Linked DNA regions of Mus musculus: region 1 is linked to region 2. The links are chromatin contacts, called in public promoter capture Hi-C maps. All regions are on one chromosome and are shown on one strand. Each heading gives the region's core, a stretch centred on a gene start, on an enhancer-like site or on the middle of the called end of the contact. The rest is flanking DNA. Distances are from core to core; before and after follow the strand shown. Region 1 overlaps Cspp1 (centrosome and spindle pole associated protein 1). Region 2 holds the start of Vcpip1 (valosin containing protein (p97)/p47 complex interacting protein 1).

Region 1 (6,931 bases), core at 2,927-5,426, 350 kb after region 2:
GAGAGAGAGAGAGAGAGAATATGAATGAATGAATATATGAGAGCCTGGCATGGGCATTTGAAATCTCAAAGCAAGTGACACACTTCTTGTAACAAGGCCACACTTACTAGTCCTCCAATAGTTCCTTTGTGGTGACTGAGAATTCAAATGTATGAACCTATGGGAGCCATTCTTTTTAAACCATGCAGCATTTATGGTCATCAGAGAGATTGGCCTGTGGTTTCCCTTTTTAACGCGGGAAATTTGGTTTTGGATCAGGATAGGACTGACTTTGTGACACAGATTTGGAGATACTCCTTTCCTTTCTATTTTAAGAGCAATTTGGGCAGTATGGTGTAAGTTCTTTGAAAGTCTGCTAGAATCTTATGCTGAGTCTGTTGGCTGTGGGCCATTTTTGTTAGGAGATTATTATTTCTTCTATTTTGTTGGTAGCAATGCGCCTGTTTTAATAATTTACTTCACATTTTTTCATTTATTTCTTTAAGAATTTTCATTTTAGTGGGATACTAGTTTTGTTTTCTTATACTTTTTTGGCTACAGCCTTATGTGTCTGTGGCGGCCCTGGAACTCACTTCGTAGACCAGGCTGGTCACCTGACTATGCTCCCCAGAGACTCATCTGCCTCTGCCTTCTGAGGACTGGGATGCAGCTTTTTACATTGTGTCTTAAGAGTCTCTGAATTTCCTCAGCAACTTTTGTAATGTTTCTGCTTTCATCTCTGATTTTGAAAATTCAGACCTACCTACCTCCTTTCTACTCAACTTCCTTCCTCTTCTCTTCCCTCTTTCAGTTTGGCCTAAAGGTTTGCTGGTCTGGTTAATTTTGTCAAAAAACCCCAACTTTTCATTCCATTGATTCGTTTGTTTGTTTGTTTTTCTGATAATTTTATCCCTGACTTGATTTCTTTTCTTCTTGTCTATTCTTTTGGGTGTTGTTTGTTCATGTTTTTCAAGGTCTCCATCTAAGATTTTTTTTTTTTTTTTTTTTGAGACAGGGTTTCTCTGTCTCTGGCTGTCCTGGAACTCACTTTGTAGACCAGGCTGGCCTCGAACTCAGAAATCCACCTGCCTCTGCCTCCCGAGTGGTGGTAGGCACTTCATGCCATACATTTTCCTTATAAGAGCTGCCTTCATAATGTCCATAGATTTTGGTATGTTGTGATTTTACTTTCATTAATTCTAGAAATTTAAAAATTTCCTTTGTAATTTTGCCTTTGACCCAATTTTCATCCAGTAGGGTATTATTTAACTTACACGAGAGAGTAATTTTTTTCCTTTTCTATTGTTGACATTCAGCTTTATTCTTTCATGGTCAGATAAAATATGTGTTCAGTTTTGGAGAAAGTTCCATGGCTGCTGAAAATGTATTTTTAGTGTTCGGGTGGAATGTTCTACTCTAAGTGTCTGTTAGAGCCACTTCATTTATAGTGTCTTAACTCCAGAGCTTCTCTATTTTGATTTTGTCTAGATGACTTTTTTTTTTTTACTGCAGTGGAATATTGAAGTTACCCACTATCAGTATGTTGTGTTCAGTCTGTGATTTTAGATCTAGTACTGTTTGTTCTATGAACTTGGGTGCCCTTGAACTTAGTGTTTAGAATTGCAGTATCTTCGTGGTGGATTTTTCCTTTATTGAGTGTGAAGCCCCTCCCCCCTTCTAAGTTTGGTTTGGAATTTATCGTTCTGTTAGATATTAGACTATCTAAACCTGCTGGTTTCTTTGTCCATTTATTTGGAACAATACATTTGTCTATACTTTCATCGGAAATGGTGTCTATGGTTGATGGTGAGGTGTATTCTGATAACAAGCAAACCAATCAATCCAGTTTTCTAATCTAGTTTGTTAGTCTGTGTCTTTTTGTTGGGGAACTGAGGCATTTATTACTGGGAGTTTTGAGGGGGTTATTTTTGGTGAATGTTTATCAAGACCTGTTTTGTTGTTGTTGTTGTGTTGACTTCTTCTTATGCTCAGCTGTACTGGAACTATTTATTCCCTATACTCTCTTGGCTGTGTATAATTATCTTTTTAGACTGAACTATTCCTTCTAGTATCCTCTGTAGAGCTGATATCATGGGCATAAATTCTTTAAATCATGAAATGTTTTTCTTCTTCAATTATGGTTGACAGTTTTGCAGCCTGTAGTAGTCTGGTTGGCATCTGTAGTCTTTCAGAGCTTTCTATCCAGGGCCTTCTTGGTTTCAAACTTTCCATTGAAATTTTTGGTAGGCCTGCGATTATATACAACTTGGACTTTTGCAGTTTCCAATAGCCTTTCTTTGTTCCTGAGGAATCTTTATGATTTTGTCGAATAGGTTTATCCTCCTGTATGTTTGCTGTTTTTATAGTGTTCAGTACTTTCTCTTTCTGTTTGTGGTTTTCTTTTGTTTGTTTTTTAGATGAAACATTTATTTCTTCTACCTTGTGTTTTAGATATGATCCTGTCTGTAGGTGAGGCTTTGCTCTGGTCTCTTTGTTGGACATGATGAGTTTTTCTTTTCTTCAGGTTCTATATCTATATTAAGTCGTATTTTCACGTTACTTTACTCTTTGACTCAGAGCTCACTTGTACTCTGCAGTCTTCATCTTGGCATTTGCTCAGTATTCTCCTGGAGCTGAGGAGGTTAATGCTGTTTTGAAATCATTGTCTTGTTCATCAGCCAAGTTGCTTTTTTCAGGGACTGTGATGGAGGGCTAGTTTCTGGAGGAGACATGCTGTCTAGGTTGTTCATGGTTGTGTTTTTGTAATGGGATTCAGGCATCTGGAATTAGAAGGTTGATGGTGTTTTGTGGTATGGTATCTTTTCTTACCTTTATTGGCTGTGTTTGGAACTTTTCTGTTGCCTCAACTCGTTAGATTTTGGGCCAGCTGAATGGTGTTTTGTTTTCAGTCTGGGGGCCATGCTGTTTATATGCAAATGGAGCTGTCAGAAGTATTCTTGGTCTAGGGAGGGATAGGTGCAACTTCTGGGCTTTGGAGTAAACTTTCTGTAGGCTAGGGAGATTCTTGTTGCATATGGAGAGCTCTCTGGATTCTACAGGTTGTTCTTAAGTGGCAGGGCTGGGGGTCACAGTGGGTGTGAGCAGTGCTGTGTGGGGTCTCCGTGCTGAGCTGCTGTGGGCTTGGGAACTTGGTCTAGGCTGGCCAGAGTACTTGGGTACATCAGAGTGTCTGATTGTAGAGGGGATGGCTGACCGTCTGGTTGGTCCTCAGATTGAGTCTGGATGCTTCTCTACTAGGGGTTTTGGGTCAGTTTCTACTTGGATTTCTGGCGTTGGGTGAGGGGTTCTCCTTGAAGTTACAGGTCAGGCTCCCGAATTCACAAATCAGCATCTTTATTTGTTACTCTTAACTTTATGGTGAAGAAGTGCACTTAAAAATATATGTATATTTTTCTTACTAGAAAAATTAAGTAGTAGGATTGCTAGTGTTTTGTCTCAACCTCCTATAAGTCAATATTTACATTAAGCATATCTTATGTTGTCAAGATTCGGGAAAGAGAAGCAAGAAGGAAGAAAGAACGTTTAGAAAAAGAAGAATATGAAGCTAAATTAGAAGCCGAAATGAGGATCTACAACCCCTGGGGGAAGGGCGGAGGTGGTGCTCCTCTCAGAGACGCCAAAGGAAATCTGATAAGTATGATGTGTTCATAAACTTGCTTTTAAATGAATTATTTCCAGCATTTTAAGAGTGGAGAGTAGGAAGAAGTGGGAATCAGACTGGATAAGAAGGGTTTGTTTTATGATTTAATGAAAAGATGCTGCTCTGATTATGAATATAATGCACGCTAGAAAGCCTTTCTTCTGCAAAGCAGTATACTTCCCATCCTCTGATGACAGTCCCCGAACTGCAGAGAATAATTCATGTTAGCTGGTGCTCATCCAGACTAGGACTTAGAGGATATTCTTATTATTTTTTTAACTGAAAGTAATAAAACTTGCATAGAGTAGTTCTCAGAACTTTTCAGGAGGGCTTAAGCAGTATCCTTCTGGGATAAGTTTGTAGTAAAGCGTGAATTCTTGAGTTGTAAGATACTGCTTTAGAATTGTTTATCTGGGAGGAAATGAAGACATGGCCTCTGAGGTTTCCTTTTTTTGGCAGTAACGTTCAGTGTGTTTACTTCATGTCGTGGTCATCACGTGAGACAGAGAAAGTGTAGCATTTTATCAAGGACAGTGGAACATTTTTTAAATACCATCTTCAGAGTAACCAGTCAGTACCCAAAAAGTATCCAGTTTTGTCTATGGGCTTTATATCTTAGAGATATCTTACTCCACTGAGATGCTTAGGGAAGTGCACCATGACGACGGTGGCCCACCGTGTGCTTATAGCGGACTGTAATCCTGCTGTTTGCTTGTGGGCTTTGGGCTTTGCTTCTTCTGTTTACTTTTGTTCTCCTGATGGAGAAAAACTAAAGAATGTGAGTCTTTACCTCTCACTCTCTTACATCTTTTAAAGGAAGAATACTTATTAATGAAGTGAGGCAGAAAAAAAATGTTTTAAAGTAAACACCTGTTTTAATTGTACCATAAAAAAAAAATCAGTGTTCTTTATTCATTAGAACTCTGTATTTAAGTTATAAAAGGCAAGATATTGTAAAATGCTTGTGTAGGTGAATGGATAAGCTTATTTATCCTGTGTGTGTGTGTGTGTGTTGGGGGCACTACTTAGCAGTACAAGGAATGAATTGTTGATGCTTAACAATTTGGAAGAGTTAAAAGTTCTGCTAAGTAAAAGATCCATTCTGACAATTACCTTTGTACATTTCCATTACATCACATTCTTAAAATAACAAAGACTAAAGAACCTTCCTGGGGATTGTAGGCTGGGAATAGGAGCAATTAAGAGAGAGAGATGGATCTGCTTTGTTGGTGGAGCTTTGCAGAACTTAAGTGATTATAGTGGTGTGACTCGAGACTGTATAGGTTAAAATTTTAACAACTACAGCAGTGGTCCTCAACCTTCATAACACTGTGACCCTTTAATACCCTCATGGTGTGGTGATCCCCAGCCATAAAATTATTTTGTTGCTACTTGATAATTATAATTTTGCTACTGTTATAAATCATAATGTAAATATCTGGGAGGCAAGATATCTGATATGACCCCCAAAGTGGTCAAGACCCACAGGTTGAGAACTTCTGCTATACACCAAAAGAAATATGTGGGTAGAAGGAAAGTTAAACCCATAAAATTAAAAGTTTGACCACTTGAAAATGACTGGCAATCTCTCATAGGCCTGGTGAGAGGTATGGCTAAACAGCCTTTAATGTACATTTGAGCAAATGTCATATTTAATGTGTTGTCTTTTCCTTAGATTTATATTTGTTTTTATATATGTCTATTGAGGTAAAACTTGTATTTAGTAAAGTTACATTAAAAAACAAGATTTATTTATTTTATGTATATGAGTACATGCAGCTGTAGAGATGGTTGTGAGCCTTCACATGGTTGCTGGGCATTGAGTTTTTAAGACCTCTGCTCGCTCTGGTCAATTGTGCGGGCTCCAGTTGGCCCCGCTCACTCTGTCGCTGATTCCTTTGGCCCAAAGATTTATTTATTATTATCGTAAGTACACTGTAGTTGACTTCAGACGCATCAGAAGAGGGCATCAGATCTCATTATGAGTAATTGTGAGCCACCATGTGGTTGCTGGGATTTGAACTCAGGACCTTCAGAAGAGCAGTCAGTGCTCTTACCCACTGAGCCATCTTGCCAGCCCAATAAAGTTACGCTTAAAATTTAGTGACAGCTATTGCTAAAATCATTTCTACCACACTCAAGATGTAGATCTTACTTTAGAACTGCTAACAGGACTGCCCCCTCTGTCCCCTTATGGACAGTCCTCTTACAGCCCTACAAGCCTGTGATCTGCCTCCTGGGTGCCTTTTAATTTTGTAATAGGCTTTCATCGTAATATTTGTGAGATTCCTTTCTTTCTGTTACTGAATGGCATTGCATTGTTTTGAGGTATCACCATTGTGTATCCGTTTGCAGTTGATAGACACGAGTTATTTCCAGTTTAATGTCATTAAGAATAGAATTGCTGTAAATGGTTTTCAACCTATGTGCCATGAACACTTTGGGGAGCCTAAGACTGTCAACATTACAGTTCACAGCTGTAGCAAAATTACGGTTATGAAGTAGCAATGAAAATAATTTTATGGTTGGGATCACACAACATGAGGAGATATATTAGAGGATTGAAGCAGTAAGAAGGTTAAGAACCACTGATCAAAGTGCCCATGTGAATGTGTGCTTTTATGTCTTTTGGGTAAATGCGTAGGAATAGGGTCAGTTGGTTGTATAGTGTTTTGCTTGCTTGTTTGTTGGTGTTTTTTATCTTTGTTAGTTTGTTTTCCAAACTGTGCCTTTTTTCATTCTCACTAGAAAAGCAGCACATTTCTGATTGCTCTGAACTTCGCTCAGCATCACTTGACTTTTGTAGCAGCTTTTCATGGAATAATATATAGCTATTTCAGTTGTTATAAAACCTTTATTGTGAAATAACTTTAATACACAAAAGAGTTGCAAAGATACAGCAAGAGTAACTTTCAGTGTGTTTCCTTCACTGTTGACATTTATGCAATCATGGCACAAGTGTAAAAGCTAGAAATAACATTAATACGGTGCTGTTAATGAAATTATAGATAGTATCTAGACTTTGCCATGTCCTCCTACTGTCTTCTTCCTATTTCAAATGCTATAATTCTTTTAGTTGCCTATCTTGTTTATTGGATTTATTTATTTATTTATTATTGCTGTGTATTTATGCTTAATGTATAAGTGTGTCATGCCAGAGGTCAAACAACTTTGAGAGGTCAGTGGGCAACTTTGGGAGTCAGTCCTCTCCTTCCATCATGGTATCTGATAGGCAATCTGACTCAGGTGGAAGGCTTGGAGAGAGAGCACTTACTTTTACCTGGTTGACCC
Region 2 (7,464 bases), core at 4,914-7,413:
AGGTCCTATGTTTTAAAAATATAGTAAAAAGCCACAGTCCTTTCAGGAAGAAAAACAGTGTAATAAAATCCAATAAGCTTCTCCATTTTTCAAAAGTTGGTAGCAAACTGAGATAACTAAACTACAGTCAATTTTTGTTTTCACTAAACCTATCTTTACCTCCTGATAATGCTATGATAATCAGAAAATAGTAAGAAAAAAGAAATGAGCCAAATTCTTATGGTAGATCATATCTACCATAGTTATCATATAATAAAATACAAACAAGTGATCTACAAGGAATTGTACTAATATATTTTGCAAAGTCATAGTTAGGGGTTGATTTAGACACTATACAAGTAATGAAGATGGCAGTCTGCAAAAACTAAATTAAATAAACTCCAATGGTCTGAATAAAATGTACTGAAAGTATATGTGAAATATACTACCATTAAATGTTTCAAAGCAACTGTGACTGTTTCCATGAATGCCCCATACCAAGATGACTGAAATATTATTTTGTTGATCTAATACAAAATCTATTTAATGAATATTGTACTTTAAAACATAAGAAGGTAAGGTCCTAAGTACAATCTTAGCACCACAAAAACAAATAAAAGCTCAAAACAGCCCTTTTCTCTACCCCATGACCTCCATGATATAAACTGTGTTCTATCACACCCTCCCCAGCATGATAAATTGAACCATCTGAAGCCATTAGCTAAAAGAACCAGCCCAAAAAAAGGGAAAACACATCCCTGGCTACTTCAAGTACACACACACACACACACACACACACACCCCTCTCTCTCCCCCAACCCTGTGTGTGTGTGTGTGTGTGTGTGTGTGTGTAATCAAATAAGACATTTTTCTAAAATGCTATGACTGATATATTTGAGGTTTATCATTTTTTATGTCTACAGAAAAGAAGGTTGGTTGTGTTTTGATAAAAGCTATAAAATCAGAAGACTTCCTCAGCAAAGGATCAGAATAGAAGCATCTTGGGGAACTCATTATAGTCTAAACTCGTTCCTAGAAAATTAGATGCAGGAAGCTTAAATCAATACTTTTTGAAAAGTAATTATAAGCTAGTATTTTTACTAACTTTCAATACAGAATATATTACCATACTAAGCAAATACTTAAGACTACTGATTCATAATCTCACCCATGCCAATGTATTAATCTACAATGGAGTAAACGGAATCCTTACCTATACTCTCCCCTGTTATCAAATGAAGCTAAATGAATGGTAAAAGTAAATGCTCTTATAAAATCATGGAATCAGGTAAAGAGGGTGTTCTGGCAGAGGCGCAAAAAACCAGGACTCAAAAAATATTCCTATCCTTCAGCAAAGATTACCTTTCTAGTTACCAGAATTATCATGAACCCCAGGTGATAAATTTCTTATGTACAACAGTGTATAAGCACTGCCAAATTCTGCTTTTCAGACTCTTTTTCAATGTTGAATGCTGACTATCCATTCCATTTCTGCAGATACAGTCTCTTTTCTTTTCTTTTCTTTTCTTTTCTTTCTTCCTTTCTTTTTCTTTCTTTCTTTCTTTTGTTTTTCAAGACAGGGTTTCTCTGTACAGCTCTGGCTATCCTGGAACTCAGAAATCCGCCTGCCTCTGCCTCCAAAGTGCTGGGATCAGAGGCGTGCGCCACCACGCCGGCTACAGTCTTTCTTTAAACATGTTAAATTCAATTAAAAACAAAACAAAACCCTTCAAATTGCTTACTATACGTTGGGCACTAGCTATGGGATATACAAAGTCAACAGCAGATATTCACCACATAAATGTTCAAATTTACCCTCTCTTAAGACAGACATTATCACGCTGTTTTAGCTTAGGAAACTGCCAGTCTTAAAATATTTTCTGGCCAGGCAGTCAGAAAAAAAAATTCTGTATATACCTAATTTTGCCCATTTTGTGAGGATGTTATTTTCAGAGTTCTGGGAATACTTTACCCATGTTCATATCAACTACAAGTGATCTTTTGTACAGAAGCAATTGAAATATTGGGGAGTTAATAGTTTTCCTGAAATCACTAAGTAATTTGAGCCAAGAATCAAATTGTGTCTTCTGATTCCCAACATCATACAGCCATTCTTCTATTCCACAAAATCTCTAAGAAACCACAATGTCTCAGAAATATAGAAAATACCTCGGATGATTTCCCCAATTCAGTTTTTTTTCTTTTTTAATATTTTTTATTAGGTATTTTCCTCATTTACCCAATTCAGTTTTTATGCCTACCAAACCAAAATGGACAATATCAAGTTGAAAGTTTGTACAGCTTTTATATCTCCCATGAGTAGGCTCCCAACTTAAAGCCAGTAATAACAAATCATTATAGTAGACCAAGGCCCAATTCACTACTATTTAGTAGTCTGAGAAAACAGAATTAAAAGCCAGCCCTTTTCTAGCAAAAAGGTCTAATCTCAACAAAATTAAGTCTCTTGTAACAACTAACCTTTAAATTTTCTTCATACTTGAAAACTGTGTAAAGCATGTTAACACACCAACTTAAAGACAAAGATTAAGCAAATAATGTAAATAGCGTACCACTAGGCAGGATCCCAAATTATCTAAAGGCTGAAATTACAGTATTTAGCTGATAGTATATTTTCCTTCAATTTATACTAAATTATCAAAAAGAAATTCCTAACCCCATTGCCATCTTTCTTGTTTGTTTCTTATGAGCTATTCACTGCAATTATGCCAGAGTCACTGAACCATAAAATTAAACACAAAACCTATCATACACATAAGAAAAACATAATGAAGGAAGAACCGGAAATGGAAGAGATAGGCTAGTAGGTGGGAGCTCAGTGAGACTATAAACACCAGAAACTGCAATTCATCAAACAGGAAGTCCTGAAATCACATGACAGACAGGAAAATGAAATTAAAAATAAATGAAAAATGATCAAGATGGAGCTCAGAAAGGGAGAAAAAGAAAGGGCTTTAACTATAAATACATTTTTTAAAAATAAATTTTGAAATAAATTTAATTAATCTCATTTACAGTTGAGTAACTACTTTCATTCTGTAGTTTCAAGCTGTTCTAATTCACTCAATAATCATATTAGTATCTACTACCAAACAGGAAAATAATTTTCTCCTATGTATAGAATCAAATATTTATGGTAACAACAGGTTTTTCTTTTCCCTCTCCACAACAACAAAATCCTCAGTATTTCATACTCACAATAAAAATACACCATCAGAGTTTAATTGCTCTTACCCATTAATGTAGCTAAAAGACACAAGGAGTACATTTCTTTGTCAGCTTGCTCCTGAAGTTCCTTAGATGACAGTTTACCAGTAACAGCAATCTCTTCTTGTTTCACAGTGTGGGCTGAGTGTGCAGCAGTGGATGGACCACCTTCTGCTCTTCCTTTTAAGATCTCTATTGTAATTCTGTCACCGTGCTGTAAAGGAACTGGCTCCTTTTCCATCCCTGCCTGGGGTGGCATTAACTCTTTAGGAGGAAAGCCATATCGAATACACTGTAAATATGGAGGAATGTTGAACTCTCTGGCTATACTTTCCTGAAGCTCAAAAAAGGTTGTTGAAGGCTTAAGGGTAACCATAGACTGCCGTCCATCGTTAGTTGTTATTCGAATCTTCTTCTCCTTAGAAGTGGTAGGTGAGTAGGGAGCCTTGGTGGGGGTGGCAGGTGCAGATGATGGCCCATCACGAATAGTACTTGGAGAAACAGTTCTGGGCTGCCCCTTTTGCTCTTGTTTTAATTTCTCTGTTTTCCGTTTCTGCATCACAGAAGCTTGTTCTGTGATGTTCTGTTGAATAGTTCTTTCAGTTTTACTCATGTTTAATTCTTCCTTATGCAAAGTTTTTGTTTTCTGTCCAGTAAGAATAATTTTAGTTGGTAGCTGCGACTCCAATTCTTGTCCTTGCACATCTCCAACTCTCTGAGCATGAGCACCATCTATATTTACAGGAGTGTAATCGTCCGGATTTTTTTTTGCAGTCTGATGCAATATAGTGTGGACAACTTTCTGAACTAGGATCTCACTCCCAAATTCACCTGGAAAGTGCTTGGTAACAAGTTTCATTGCAACATCATAAACATTACTATTCAAAGATGGATCGCTTTCATACTGAAACCAATATACTGTTTCTCTGACTACTCTTCCTCCCCACTCCAAAGTGATAGGAAAAGCTTCTGGAAGATTGTCATACTCTTTACCTTCCCAAAAATGTTTGAATCCACAACCACATTTGCCACCAGTAGACCTAGAATTAGTTCTGTCTCCATCCAAATACACAATAGAGCCATCTCCTCTGACTCTTCGCACAGATGAGCCATGGCACCAATTACAAGCTGTTAGATTACTCAATCCATAGTCTGGTAGCAGAACATCTTTTACTGGATCATATGAACAAACCAAATTGTTTAAGGGAAAGCTGTAATTTTTGTCAGGCCTCAACTGCCCATGAGTACTTTTTGCCAAGTTATACAGTTTCCCTCCTGGAGCCAACCACTCAGAAGGGACATGAAGTTCAGAAAGGGCACCACAAAGCAAACACTTGTGAAGGCGATTGTCCATTACTGCCTTTTTAGCAGCTGCTGTAACTTCCTCAGGCTGAACTCCTATCACCCCAGTCCTTCTGTAGAAATACTGATGTACATCAGCAACCAAACTAGGATGGATACCATGTTTGTCCATAAAGACTTCTTCCATAGCAGCAACCAGCCTAAGTAAGTACTTATCCTGCAAACTTCTGTCTCCTCCAATAACACAGCCACCATCCTCCTCAAGCTTGATGTACTTTTTAATAAGGTCCTGAGGCACACCCCATGCTTTAGGTAACAAATTCATGGGTAGTTTGGGCAGGGCAGCCCCCTTTATGCCTACCAAGGGAATATAATGGTTTCTACCAGAGCTACTCCACGCAATACAGATTGGCTTGTTCAAATGACCATCTCTCCCAGTGCATTTCTCTGCAGGTATGAGGCCAGGTAGAAAGGTGGCTGAATAATCACCAGAGCTTCTCATGCCGCTGAGGGAATCTAAAAGAATTATGGGACGATGTAACACATTGGCAAGGCCGAATATGTGGATATTCCTCAGGCCTAAGGGGACACCTTCAGGTGGCACAAACAGAGGGTCACATTCATTGATAATGTCCTCCCACTCGGCAGCATCAATAAAGTCATGAAACAGGGCTTGATATCGGGCTAGGTGCTGCTGAAAGTGCTGCTTAAGATTCTCCCTCAGAGCATGCCAGAAGAGCTCTCGGCCTACTAGAGCCCTAGACACAGCATGCACTAGGCAGTGTCCATCCCCATCCACATGCACTGGGATGAGGCATTCTTGACTTTTATTAGCCCGTTTGATATCCTCGAGCGTGTCGTGCAAATACAGGAGGCTTCCGGAGCGGTCCTTGCCATAGCCCACTGTGTTGACGTGCTCTGGTTCGATGAGGAAGGCCCGGTCACCAAGTAACGCGCAATCGAACAGTTCGCCTTGGTTCATGTCCCGGAGAAGCTTGGCCCGGCCCGTTTGTTTGTCCATTCCATAGCGTGCCAATATTGGCGACAATAATTTGCAGTGGTAGTTGGAGAGGCCCATCACCTTTACCAGTTCCGTGTTCTTCTTGGGAGCCCCCGTCACTCCGAGTAGCGCGTTCCGCAGCAGATTGTGCAGCACTACGTCCGGGTCGGTCACCTCCTCCACTCCCAGCAGCTGTTGCTGCTCGTGCCGCTGTCCGCACTCGGTACACTCGATGCTGACAGAACCCGAGGCCGGGAAGAAGAGGCGCGCCTGGCACTTGGGATCCGGGCAACTCCCGGAAAGGATTCTTCGGTCCCTTCGTTTCGAAAGGCCCCCCGGAGAAGCCGCCGCCGCCAGAGACGACGAAGTCTGCGGAGCCTCAGGGGGAGGCGGCGGCGGCGGCAGCGGAGGAGGCGGCGGCGGCTGAGACATCGCTCTCGGCTCTCGCTCGGCGTCCCAAGCGACCCTCAAAGGCACATAGCCAGACCTCCGCCGGCCCGACGAGGTCTAGTCCAGGCCCAGGGCGAATGGCTTTCCTTTTCCTACCAGTTCCTCCTCCTCCTAGGCGAAGGCGGAAGCGCCGGACGTTGTTTCTCTTCTCACTTCTCCACTGCCTTAGCCGTTGCCCCGAACGTAACGGCCACCACCCCACCCCGCACTCACACTCACTCACTCTCGCTCTCTCCCTCAGACACAGACATACACGCCCTCACTGAGACTGCGCAGGCGTAGCTTCTGCTCTGCCCTCTGGGAACCAGAGTCTTCCGGCTCCTCTCTCGCGAAGGAGTGCTAGGCGCTTCCGTCCAGAAAGAACTTCAAATACCGTGATGCAAAGCGACTCGACGCACGCGGGGAGGAGGAAGAGGAAGGCACTCGGAAGGTGGGGGCAGAAAGGAAGTCGATGATTCGCGGAGCTTGTCGGTAGTTGTATTTTTAACTGGATCTCTTTTGTAGTTTGTCCCCCATTCTATGGCCCACGAGAAAGAGTCAGAGAAATCACATTCCTAGGCTGCTGTGGGTAGTGTCCCCCTGCACTTTCCCCTTGCGCAGAAAGGAGTGTGCTTGGGGAAAACAAAAGTGCAAAGGATTGGTGTGGAAGAGGGTCTAAAGTCCACCACCACTGCTAGGAAGTCCGGGTTAAAGGTCCTAAGAACATGGAAGGAGTTTTCTATGAGGCTACTTTTTTTTTTAAGTATATTAATTTTTCAAATACGATGTCATTTTTTTAAAATTACCACTTAGCTAGCAAGTGCCGTAACTGAGCTTCTATCTTATTCGTAGTTATAAGCTGGTAGGTTAATGATGAAAGGTCACAGTTTGAGAATTACTGATCGCCAACTTGTAAGAACACTTTTAAAGAAAACATCCTGTTATTATATTTGTCTTTTTGTATGTCTGTCTGTCTGTCTGTTTATTTGTTTATTTGTTTGTTTGTTTGTGTAGAATTCACTAAATAGACGAGGGTGGCCTCAAATCCACAGAGATCCACCTGCCTCTATCTCCTGAGTGATGGGACTAAAGATGTTTGCCACCAACCTGTCTTCTTTTTTAAGTGTTAAGGAAATTGCTTGTCATCAAATGTTTAAAAAATAAGTTTAAAAGAAAGTTAACGTTGTCTGTTAGCAGTTAGAGATCACAATTATTAAGGTTTTTCTATGCATATATAGTATACAGTTTTACTTTTTTAGCCCAGGCAGACCTCAAACTCCCTATAGTAGAGAATTGACCTTGAACTTTCTGTCTTCTGCCTCCACCTCCCAAATGCCAGGGTCAGAGGTACATACCACTACACCTAGGTTATGCAGTGTTAAGGGCTGAACTTGGAGCTTCATGCATGATAGGCAGGCATTCTACTAACTGAGATATAATCCCAGCCTGCATAATATATAGGAGATTTTCACTTCACTCTATTTTTTAGACTATAATATAATTATATGTCCCTTCCCATTCCTCCTTCC

Evidence for each region. Promoter capture Hi-C pulls out the DNA fragments that hold promoters and counts their contacts.
Region 1: a contact with region 2 is called in a promoter capture Hi-C map of hematopoietic stem and progenitor cells. The contact joins the enhancer-like site here to the promoter of Vcpip1 in region 2. A contact is called at or near these places in 20 of 39 promoter capture datasets (3T3-L1-derived adipocytes, the C10 cell line, the HPC-7 cell line and 13 more), 36 of 484 Hi-C or Micro-C datasets (the 63-12 cell line, B cells, CD8 T cells and 24 more), 20 of 115 datasets of contacts at active chromatin or transcription factors (the 230-238 cell line, the NIH/3T3 cell line, acute myeloid leukemia and 11 more) and 4 of 9 other capture datasets (adipose tissue, embryonic stem cells, liver and 1 more).

The regions. Positions count from the first base shown.
Region 1 is chr1:10,092,380-10,099,310 of GRCm38.p6, forward strand. It overlaps Cspp1 (centrosome and spindle pole associated protein 1), which reads left to right. Exons shown (of 30, transcript NM_026493.3): 16 at 3,487-3,634. Among named protein-coding and RNA genes, the nearest start is that of Cspp1, 58 kb to the left of the region's middle. Within about 2 kb of position 4,177, at least 14 of the 459 cell types and tissues checked have an H3K27ac peak or open chromatin away from gene starts, as enhancers often do. A contact at or near this core is called in hematopoietic stem and progenitor cells, where this site is marked.
Region 2 is chr1:9,742,219-9,749,682 of GRCm38.p6, forward strand. It overlaps Vcpip1 (valosin containing protein (p97)/p47 complex interacting protein 1), which reads right to left and starts at 6,164. Exons shown (of 3, transcript NM_173443.3): 1 at 3,232-6,164. The coding sequence starts at 5,938. It overlaps 1700034P13Rik (RIKEN cDNA 1700034P13 gene), which reads left to right and starts at 5,430. Exons shown (of 4, transcript NR_040462.1): 1 at 5,430-6,386.